Regions from separate parts of the Mus musculus genome. Here region 2 is linked to region 1. The links are chromatin contacts, called in public promoter capture Hi-C maps. All regions are on one chromosome and are shown on one strand. Each heading gives the region's core, a stretch centred on a gene start, on an enhancer-like site or on the middle of the called end of the contact. The rest is flanking DNA. Distances are from core to core; before and after follow the strand shown.

Evidence for each region. Promoter capture Hi-C pulls out the DNA fragments that hold promoters and counts their contacts.
Region 2: a promoter capture Hi-C map of the C10 cell line shows a contact between it and region 1, with 5 times the contacts expected there. The contact joins the promoter of Arhgap42 here to the promoter of Dync2h1 in region 1. A contact is called at or near these places in 2 of 39 promoter capture datasets (the C10 cell line and cranial neural crest).

The regions. Positions count from the first base shown.
Region 1 is chr9:7,173,694-7,179,250 of GRCm38.p6, reverse strand. It overlaps Dync2h1 (dynein cytoplasmic 2 heavy chain 1), which reads left to right and starts at 2,193. Exons shown (of 89, transcript NM_029851.3): 1 at 2,193-2,488; 2 at 3,839-4,009; 3 at 4,376-4,511. The coding sequence starts at 2,294. It also overlaps a transcript of Dcun1d5 not described here.
Region 2 is chr9:9,235,842-9,241,398 of GRCm38.p6, reverse strand. It overlaps Arhgap42 (Rho GTPase activating protein 42), which reads left to right and starts at 2,372. Exons shown (of 24, transcript NM_001372563.1): 1 at 2,372-2,773. The coding sequence starts at 2,620. It overlaps Gm16833 (predicted gene, 16833), which reads right to left and starts at 5,111. Exons shown (of 4, transcript NR_045754.1): 1 at 4,948-5,111; 2 at 4,688-4,774.

The DNA of each region.
Region 1 (5,557 bases), core at 944-3,443:
CATTTCCTTGATTCCTTTTGAGCATTTTCATTTATTTACTTTTGTAATTGAGAACAGTTGAACTTCCTCTTTTCCTACTCTCAGATCTTAAGGTTCACAGAGACAGAAGGGCTGTTTTTCCAATTCTGAAAGACCGTAGTTTAGGAGACACTGGTTATTGAGTGCAAATTTAAAAACAAAACGACATACACAAAATCCAAAACAACAAAAAGCCCCAAACTAATTTAAAAAAAATATATTTTAGAATGGCAGTTTAAATCAGTGCGTACAGATGAAAGGCTAAACCTGATACTTGATTGTGTGCAGTGAAAAAACTAGAGTTGAGCATCAGAAGGAAAGATGCACGGATAGAAGTGCTCTCAGCACGTCCAATCCATGAGTGCAGAAATCAGCCTGCAGGCTCCAGAAATCCTACTTTGGGTGCGCACTCAGCGGGAAGTGATTGCAAGAGACGGAGTTGAGTCTGATGGATTTTGGGAGTAACGATCAGTTTAGTAGTTTCCAATGAGGCAAATGATGAAGCCTCTTGTCCTCATCTGTGATTTTTCTCAGTGTCTCTAGTTAGTATTAAACTAATCCATCATTTTGTTTATTTTGGCTATTTAGAAATTTGCAGAGGCTGGAGAGATGACTCAGCAGTTAAGACCACTGGCTGCTTTTCCAGACAACCCAGATTCGATTCCCAGCACCCACATGACATCTCACACATGTCCATAATTACAGTTTTAGGGGATCTGGCAAAATACCAATGCACATGAAATATTATAAATAAGTCATTAAAACATTACTGTGGTAGGGTAATTGTGGCAGACAACCACAAGTAATAGTTTAGCATCCCTGCATTTGGATTGCATTATAAATCTTCATCCCTTATCCCCCCAATAACAAACTTGACAGCTCATCTCCTTTACCTGCATGCACACTCCCCAGTCTATAATGCTTCTAGCAACCTCAATCCTGCATCTGGCTACACATACACTGCTCTCTGGATAAAGGTAAACTTGTGCACTTCTAAAATATCATACAGGCAGTTTCCATTCAAATAGACTCCCAATATATCCAGGTACAAAGAATAGAGGGCCTAACTAGCCTGAACTGGCTTTGGTATGCTCTGTTAATGTCTAGGAACAATCTCCTATTTACATTCCTATGCCTATGCCATTGGGCATGCATATGATTAGAATTTGATGCCTTGTGGGAAGGGACATGCCTTGGAAAATAACGATGCCTGAATATATTAATCAAAAATAGAAATGAAGCCAAAACATGAACCTTAATAAACAAAGTTCTTCTACTAAACCCCATACAGAGAAGCCCTAAAGAACGATCTCTGTGTGTGATCAGAGTTGTGGCCCAATCGGCAGTCTTAACAGTGTTATCAGTCTCTTACTTGGCTGCTTTGTGGACCTTTCTTTGGGCATCCTTATTTTAACTTCTTTGGATAAAAGACCAAGAACCTAGAAACACCTGACAAATAGTAACATATGACTTAAAGTTTTACTAAAATTACTAAAACCAACAAAGACAAACCCAACGGTAGTAAGTTAAGCGACCCTGGAAGGAGCAGATAGCTTGAAAGAATAAAGAAATACAGAACTTTCTAACAAGTTGTTTGCTTCCTTGTTTTGATTTATTTACTTTATATGTATTTATTTTATGTGTATGTGTTTTGCCTGCTTGTATGTATGGGCAAAGTTCAGAAGAGGGCGGAGCGTCATCCCCTCCCCTAAGTGGGGATAGGAAAGCTTAGACACCTCATGTATGCGGGGAACTAAAAAGAGCAAAAAGTGCTCTTAATCGCTGATGTACCTCTCCAGCTCCACTGACTGTGACACTGGGTGTCCTTATGTACCCAAGGCTGCCCTCTAACTCTCAGGATTCTAATGTTTCAGCATCCTGGATACTCTGGCTACCGTCGTAGACCATCATGCTTGGATAAATGGTGATTTTTAAATAGTAATAATCTCTTTTAAAGGCTTACTGCAACTTTGTTGTAAACTCCTAACTCCCCATTTCACAGATGTCGACCCTGATACTTGATTGTGGTTTGCACGAGAAGTGGAAACAGGAGAGCTCAGCATCAGAATGGAAGATGTAGGGATAGAAGGAGCTCGCAGCACATCCAATCGATGAGTGCAGGAATCCTCAGCCTACCTTGCAGGCCTCAGATGTCCTACTTCCGGTGCGCGCTCAGTAGGCGTGAAGCGGTCGCCATAGCGACGGAGCTTGGCAACTGCTGAGTGTAGTGGTGAAGGCACTGAACCTCTCCAGGTCCCTTTCTGTCTCCGCGGCCATGGCGGGAAGCCTCGGAGATGTCCGCAAACTCTTTCTTTTTACGACCACCCAGAATTACTTCGGGCTGAGACCGGAGCTCTGGGATCAGCCTCCGTTGAGCAACTGCCCGGAGGTGAACAACTTCTTGGACGACGGGAACCAGATGCTACTTCGGGTGCAGCGGTCCGAAGCTGGGCTGGCCTTTTCCAACACGGTAAGGCGATGGCGCGGCCTCCCCTGTCCCTCGTGCCCAGGTCGGGCCTCGGCTCCCTTCCCTCAGGTCCCAGGTCCTCATGCTAGGCAAGCCTTGCCCAGGAGCCCTGGGGCTCAAGTTGTTCCTGCCTTCGTATAGTAGGAGTTTCCCTGTCCACACATCCAAATAGGAACGAGCCGTAGGCACCTCAGCTCTTTCTTTTCAGACAGCCTGGTTCTTCCAGGCTGGCCTCCCAATTCTGAGCCTTTAGCAATTTGACTGCATAACTGTTTAAGACATCTGTATTCTCAGCTTCCTTTGAACTGGAGCGTGGCCAGTGTAGTGTGAACACAACTAATATGTTACATAACTGAGTGTACTTATGTTTTCAAACTTGATAAACGCTAGTCCTTGAATTTCACATAATTTTCATCCTCGTCAAAGATGACAATTTTACAGTAAAATGTCTGCCTCTTTCCTGTGACAAATTATTTTAAAAATTAGGATAAAAGTGCCATAAAACGTCTCTAAAGAGAGTAAGGTTTATAAGTCTTTAATTTATTGGCTTTCTGGAAAAAGGAAAAAGGAAAAAAATCTGTTGAGCGTTATACTTTTTGGTTAATAAATTGATTACTATAAATTGACATCTTTAGTATTGATTTAGTACATTCCCGTGAAGTCAGTTTATTTCACCTTTTGGTTATTTATTTACGTTTGATACAGTCTAGCTTCCTAGTCCAGATTGTTATTGACCATGTCATCCTTTGGTCTGATCCTCCCCAGTGCTGAGAAAACAGCCATGCACAGCAAACCCAGCTTGTGTACCATTTCTAATACTAAGTTGATGTTCAAACTCTACAATTTTGGCTACAGTAAAGATAATCTTAGGAGATAGACTCATTCATTTTGGCAGTTTTAAATGCATGTGCAAATTTAAAGGCACCTTTAAAAAATTTAAAATGCCCCCCTGTAGGTGACAAGGTATGTATGTATGTATGTATGTATGTCTATACATGCATACACACTTTGGGGCAGTAGGGAAGTACACATGTATGAGGGGGCTTCAGTCTTAATCTGCAGGATTACTGAGTCGGATTCAGTAGGAAAGTTAGCTGGGAGTGTCAGCAATACATAGGGTTTTATGCCCACAAATATTTACTAGTGTAGCTTTATGATAATCATATATTAAGCAGGAATTAGTTTTTAGCCAGGCAGTCACTGAGAATCAGAAGTGGATGGTTTGAATATATTGCCTTTAACTATTTTCATCCAAGCAGGTAGTGATTCGACAGCATGTCAAATATAACATCTCTTTCTTTCAAATTCTTAGTTTTATGAAGAAGACATAGCATCTTTTGTTTATCACTTTAGATTGATTTTGATGACGCAAAAGACAAAGTGCTGGTGTTTTTCAAGCTCCGACCAGAAGTAATTACAGATGGCAATCTGCATAACAACATTCTGGTTTCTTCTATGCTGGAATCACCTATCAACTCCCTTTACCAAGCAGTACGACAGGTGTTTGCACCCATGTTGCTGAAGGTGGGTGCGGTGCTTGTGGATTTATATGGGTATTTGGTCGATAAGGAAACAGATATACGTATTATTGTATTTACTCTTTAATCCATTTTAGTTCATTTATTGAAAAAATTTATGGTGTTGATGATTGTGTCAAACTTCTGTTACTTTAAGCTTTGTTGAATAATGGATAAAGTTACGAAATACAACTTATATCAACTTAAATAGCTGTACTAAATAACTTTTAGAAAATTTTAACTGTTGAAATGAAAGTTGAAGCAGACTTTCAATGAAGTAGAGATGTGTGGACTTAGTTTCTAGACTGCTTTTAAAGCAAGCTTGACTGGCAGTGCTTGGACCAATGGCTGCTCTTGTCTGTCTTTTATTTAGGACCAGGAATGGAGCAGAAACTTTGATCCTAAACTTCAGAATCTTTTGAGTGAACTAGAAGCTGGATTGGGTATAGTCCTACGAAAATCAGATACTAACTTACCCAAGCTGAAACTTAAGGAAGACGATACTAGAGGTATATGGCAATAGATGGTAGTTTATTTCCAGAGCCCAGTGTCTGTGTGTGTGTGTGTGTGTTGGATCCATATTTGTGGTTCTCAAAATAATTTTATAATGTAATCAATTCAAGAGGAGGGACCCTCAATTGAGAAAATGCCTCCATAAGATTAGGCTTTAGGCAAGCCATTTTAATTAGTAAATGATGGGGGAGGGGAAGGTCCCAGCCCATCATTGATGGTGCCATCCCTGAGGTCTTGGGTTCTTTAAGGAAGCAGGTTGAACAGCCATGAGGAGTAGGCCAGTAAAGCAACACTCCTCCATGGCCTCTGCTTCAGCTCCTGCCCTGTTCTAGTTCCTATCATGACTTCTTAATGAACCAAAGAAACCCTTTCATTCCCAAGTTTTTTTGGTTATGGTGTTTCATTACAGCAGTAGTGAAGTAGTGTCTTAACTAGGACACCATCTTTAGTGAGCTCAAAGTGATACTTTATACTTAAAGTGATCATTTCATTAATACATTAGCAAATAGCTGTATTTCTTTGCAGATTTTTTTTTTTCTGTGTTTCTGGATCTTCTATGAATATAACCTTTTAAAGAATGAATAGATTTTCTGGGTTTGGAGAAGAAAATGTTCTTTTTAGCACTGGATAGTTTATAGAAATTGAAAATACAGTGATTGTCATATAACAGGTGCCTTGAATGCAACTCACCCAACCAGCACTTTCTCTGTGAAGAACATCAAGCTGTCTTGTGCTTGTATTCTTGGCACTGTGCTTTAAGATCAGTTTAAAGTGTAAGCATGGAAAAACTGTGGTGCCAAGCAAAGCACAGAAGGGGCATAGTTTACAACACAAGAAAGGAAACCAGTGGGCAAAGCACGGCTTTGACTTCACCTTGGAACAGGTCTTCAGATATCTCAGGTCTTACTGCCTTCCAACAGAATATGGGAATAATGAAGATGACTGGCTGTGTACCCTGTGAAGATAATAGACTATGTATCTTATAATTCATGTGAAGATAATAGGAAATTTATATTTTATTTGATACTATTTATAATTTTAT
Region 2 (5,557 bases), core at 1,123-3,622, 2.1 Mb before region 1:
TTAAAGCATGAATCACAGACTGAGTCACCAGTAACAGAGCAGTGCAGGAAAGTGTCCACTCATAATAATACACTGCAGTTCGATCCTATTGGGTGAAGGGTAGACACACAGTGCTGTCTTACATCACTGCTCAGATGGGCTTCAGTGGAAGCCCCTGGGTCGGTAGGCACCCCTGCCCAGCTCCTGCATACCCAACCCGTTGCAACGAATATACTTGGTCATTTTCTGGATTTTCTTTCCTGAGAAGCGCTCAGGGTCATGCAGGATGCTCCAATATTTCTGCCTTCTCATATAAATCATGTTACCTGGGTCCCAGTGGTGTAGATAGTCAGCTTAAAACACGATTACCTCTATGCTTGAGGGAATGATAACCCAGGTATTAGAATCTAGACTACAGCTGCCTATAAGACTCCCGCAGAAACCTCACCAACAACTAAAAGCTGCTTATCAAAGCAATCCACAGAATTGGTTATAAGGCAGTTATGAGACAGAAGCCATTTTCTTGCTTTATAATGTTTCAAACTGGATCATAACATTTAGGTGCTTAGAACAGCAGCTACATAAAAAAGTTGTGAGTATACCATTTGTTAACCATTGCTGGTTTTCTGTCCTTCAGTTTGTGTGACAAATGGTTAAATCACAGTACTTGAAAGACAACTAGCTCACTATAGCCCCTTCATAGTTGATGAACAGTATTATTGCCTTCCCTTGTACTTCCAAATGAGGCATCTATGAAACTGACAGACAAGCTCCACACTCAGAAATTAAAATAGCTAAGATGAGGGCTGGCAAGACGGCTCAGCTGACAAAAGTGATTGCTGCTAGGCCAGAGAATCTGAGTTCAATCCCTGGTTTATCCCTTGTGGAAGGAACCAGTTACAGCCGAGTGTCCCTTGACTTCCACTGTTCAGATGTGTGTTCCCATCCCTAGAAATAAATATCACAAAAAGAAAATGTATAGAACTGTCATCACACATTTCTAAAGTGTGCAGACTCGTACTAAAAATATGGATGTAAGCTTTTAAAATGAGAATTTAAAAAAAGTCATCAAGCATACTGTTTACATGGTTTTGTCTGTTTTAAAGTTTACATGCTATTTTTGCTTTTTGTTTTGTTTTGTTGTTTTGTTTGTTTGGTTTTTCGAGACAGGGTTTTTCTGGGTAGCCCTGGCTGTCCTGGAACTCACTCTGTAGACCAGGCTGGCCTCGAACTCAGAAATCCACCTGCCTCTGCCTTCCGAGTGCTGGGATTAAAGGCATGCACCACCATTCCTGGCTGTTTACATGCTACTTTTAATGTTATTGTATGGCTGAAAAAAATTGCAGCTAAAGGTTCCTGAAATTTAATTGGGAAAAAATGTAAAGCACTTCAGTGGATTTTCCCATGATTTGTACAAGTTTCTTTTTTCCTTCCTTCCTTTCTTTTTTAAAAACAGATGGTTCAAATATACAAAGCAGTGGAAATGTAGAAATTAAAAACAGATCCTTAAGAAAAGTAACGGAGTTCTCAAAAAAGCTACAGGTGAGTGCAGGATGACATAAAATAGTAGGTTATTTTGTTGTCAGGGTTTCAACAGAACGCACATTTATTAGGTCAACCTCTGCTAATTGACTCTTTGCAGGAATTCATATATATATATTCATCTCAGAGACAGTGTTTCTCTGTGTAGTCCATGTTGGCCTTGAACTCTTGGCAATTCTCCTGCTTCAGCCAGTTGAATGCAGGTATTACCTACCACCACCACCAAAGGAATTAATGATTCCTTTGAAATGCTTGATCAGGTCAAGTCGATGAAAGTCTCTGAACTTGTAGGTCCACCCACCCAGGTGTCAATTAGAGACACTAAAACAGGGGTATATAACATGTGAAATGAGTTAATAAAATCAATTCCCCTTTCTTACAGACTGAGGGATAACACCCAACACACCTCACTGATGGGTCAATGCAGCGGGGTTGGGAGTCAGGCGGGACATCCTTTCTATTTTGGACTTATGGGCAGGACCCTGAAGTGAAACTTGAACCGGCTGGGAAGTGGTAGTTCCCGCAGGGGTTAACGTGGGAGTCAGACTGTTCCTGAGGGGGACGCTGGGGGTTGGAGATGGTTTGGGGCGCACAGGGCCTGGCGCTCTCAGTGGGCCCAGACGGGGACGGGTAGGAATCGGGTGAGGCTACAACACAGCAGTGCTGGGTGCGGGGAGCAAAGTGCGCACCGCAGGGACCGGGCGGGGACCGGGCGGGGACAGCGAGGGGCGGGGAGGGTGGAGGAGGGTCTGCCCGGGAGCTGCAGGCCGGCCCGCGTGCGCTCCGCACAGGGGGCGGGTTTCCCTACGGGCCCGAGTCGCCGTGAGGCGCCGCCAGCTAAGCGCGCGCCACTGTCCCCAGGGTCAGCGAGTGACGCTGTCAGAAGACTCCTCTGCGCTACAGCTTGTAGCCTCGCCACCCCCACGGTGCGAGCGAGCGACGATGCGAGCCGGTGACAGCGCCCGGAGCCTCCGCCCGGCCTCGGGGCAGCTGCACTGAGCCCGGCGCGCGGGGCCCAGTCCTCCGCTCTCCCCAGCGCTCCCCCGCGTTCGCAGTGTCCCCGCACCCGCCGCAGCTAGCGGCCGCCGCGCCTGGGCCATGGGGCTGCCCACTCTGGAGTTCAGCGATTCGTATTTGGACAGCCCGGATTTTAGGGAGCGATTGCAGTGTCACGAGATCGAGCTGGAGAGAACCAACAAGTTCATCAAAGAGCTGCTGAAGGATGGCTCTCTGCTCATCGGGGCGCTGAGAAGTGAGTGACGGGCCCCCAAGTGTGCAAGACCCCATGGGGTGCGGGACCCTGGTTGGGAAGCCCCAGACCGAACTTCTTTTGTTTGAATGGATTGGGGACAAAAGCTGAAGAGCTCCCCTGCTGGTGGCCAACAAAGTCTGTTCTTAGTGGTGCGGATTTACTTCCCAGGCAACACTGGGGAGGAAAAGTTTCCCCTACAGCCCTTGAGAGTCAACTTTTGAGACTTGTCAGTGAAAAGTTGGTAGAGACTTTCACTTTTGTTTGTTGTTGCTAAAGTTTCGGTGCCTGGTTGTTGTTGTTGTTGTTTTTGGTGGGGGGTTGGTTTTGTTGTTGTTGTTTTAAATTGTTTTGATTTTTCGTTTTAAGGTGGTGGAGAGAGCCACGCCAGTCAGGGCAACAGAGTGAGACCCTGTCTCATAAACAAAACAAACAAACCAAACAACAACAACAACAAATCAAAGCAAGCCAAACTCTCTGGGAAGAGTGGAAACAAGGGAGTCTGGAGAGTTAAAGTGAAGCTAGTGAATTTAATAATACTTTAGGAAAAGTAATTTCATACAACAATGACTCGTCATTGATTTGACCTTTTAAAAATACACGTCTGCAGTTTGGCCATTGGTAAGCTGTTTGGACCCAATAGGGTACCCGTGTATTTTAAAGCCCTTGTGAGTGTTCTGTTCGTATTAAATTTTGGCTTGCATCGTGTGGTGTGCAGTGTTGGTCATTGGTGAGAGCTCAGGTCTACATTCAGTCAGACCTGGTAGATGTCAGTATCTTTCCCACACTTCTCCCTTCAGGATATTCTTTACTCGTTTCTCCTTTAGAACTTCCCCTTCCATTATTACAACTCAAGCTTTCTCATACTGAGAACCAAGTGGATTACTTAGTACACGCTAAACGTTAACCATTGCCTTTCCCAGAATCCACTTGTGTCTTACATGGAAAATTGGGAAGGCTTCAGCTTCTGAAAAGAGAAGTGCTTCGGACTCTGGCCTCTTATGAGGGCGCTTACAGGATGGAGAGGCCTCTGGGTGATCTGGTAGTCCCCAGGACATGTTCAGGGTTGCTGTAATTGCACAGATGGAATGCCCATTGTCAATTAATTGGGATTTGAGACTACTATGATAATGATTATTTACTGTGGTTTGTGACAATGTGCAATGCTTCTTTGCAGTTCCTTGAGTTGTTACTAGGGAACCCTCCTCGCCAGGGATGCCTCCTCATAGAGGCTAAACCATTCCTGGTGTGTTATGCTAGGCAGGCTGACTACACTTGGGATCTCAGGTGCTCTGCATTTGGTGTTTCGCACGTTGGAAATACTTCCTGACACGTGTGTTTTTTCACTGGTGCTGTTGCACACTTCCCTGGGATTCTTCAGCTTAGCTTTATAAAGGCAATGTGTTTCTCAGCCCTGTTAGAGCTGTTCTGTCATGCACACCAGAGGAAGTGGTGAGTGTATCAAGACCTAGAGAATAACAGGAATGCCCAACCTTCTGATATTGTTATTTGAAGATCTACTGTTCTGCATCCACAGCTACCCTGAGACAAATGCAGCCTGTAGGCTGGCCCTGACTAGGCTGGACATATTGAGACCCTGCCTCATGAAACCAGCCGTATGCCCTTAAATGTATAAACCTGTTATCTTTCCAGAATGCTGTGTGATGACAGTGCATTCTTTTTTTTTTTTTTTTTTTTTTTTGGGTTTTTGAGACAGGGTTTCTCTGAGTAGCCCTGGCTGTCCTGGAACTCACTTTGTAGACCAGGCTGGCCTCGAACTCAGAAATCCGCCTGCCTCTGCCTCCCAAGTGCTGGGACTAAAGGCGTGCACCACCACGCCCGGCATGACAGTGCATTCTTGTAACTAACACGCACTTATTACTTCTTTCATTATGAAAGAAATGTTTTATTTCTTACCAAAGAATTCCCAGAACTTGTGAGTTGGCTCGGTGGGTAACCATGCATGCCATGCAAGCCTGACCACTTGAGTTCACACTCCGGAACCTGTGGTGGAAGGAGAGAAGAAATTCCCAAGACACTTCAGATGATCACAGGCAAGCCAACACACACACACACACACACACACACACACACACACACACACCCCCCAGTATCAGCTATCAAATGGGGAAGCAAACAGTCCTTGAGGTCACAGTAGAGTACTGCCTGTTGCTCACCAATACAGTCTTCCGTATGGAGGATCCTTCAGGCCAGGCCACTGCTGCTAGACACCCTCCCTCTTAAGCTGCTGGGATCCCACTACCTTGTTTGAAGGTTCTGAAGTTGTCTTAGTGCTTTCCCAGTCTCACTGAGGGAGCCCTGATCCTCCAGTTGCCCTTCTGACTTTTCCTCACCTTTCTGAGGGGGTTTTCAACTAGTTTAATTGTTAAGCCTATGGTCCATTTCAGCATTTTAACTAAACATTGTTTCACTAATGATTTTCTAATATAACCCTGTTTAACTAATGATATCAGTGTCTGGTTTCTATTCTCAATTATATAGTAACTTTTTCTCTATGCATTGTGTTTGTTTGTTTGTTTGTTTGTGGCAGATCCTTATGTAGCCTAGGCTGGCTCTGAGCTCTCTATCTTGCTGTTTCTACCTCTGGAGTCCTGGTATTATTGTCTCACGGCACTATAATAATTGTACATACTTTTTTTGTTGTTGTTTTGGTTTTTATGTATAGCACGCCTGTTTCAATAAGATTACACACATGCTTCTTGACCCAAGTTTCTTTAGTTGATTGTAAGATTGCTCATATATTCAACTAGAAAGTTTTATTCTGTG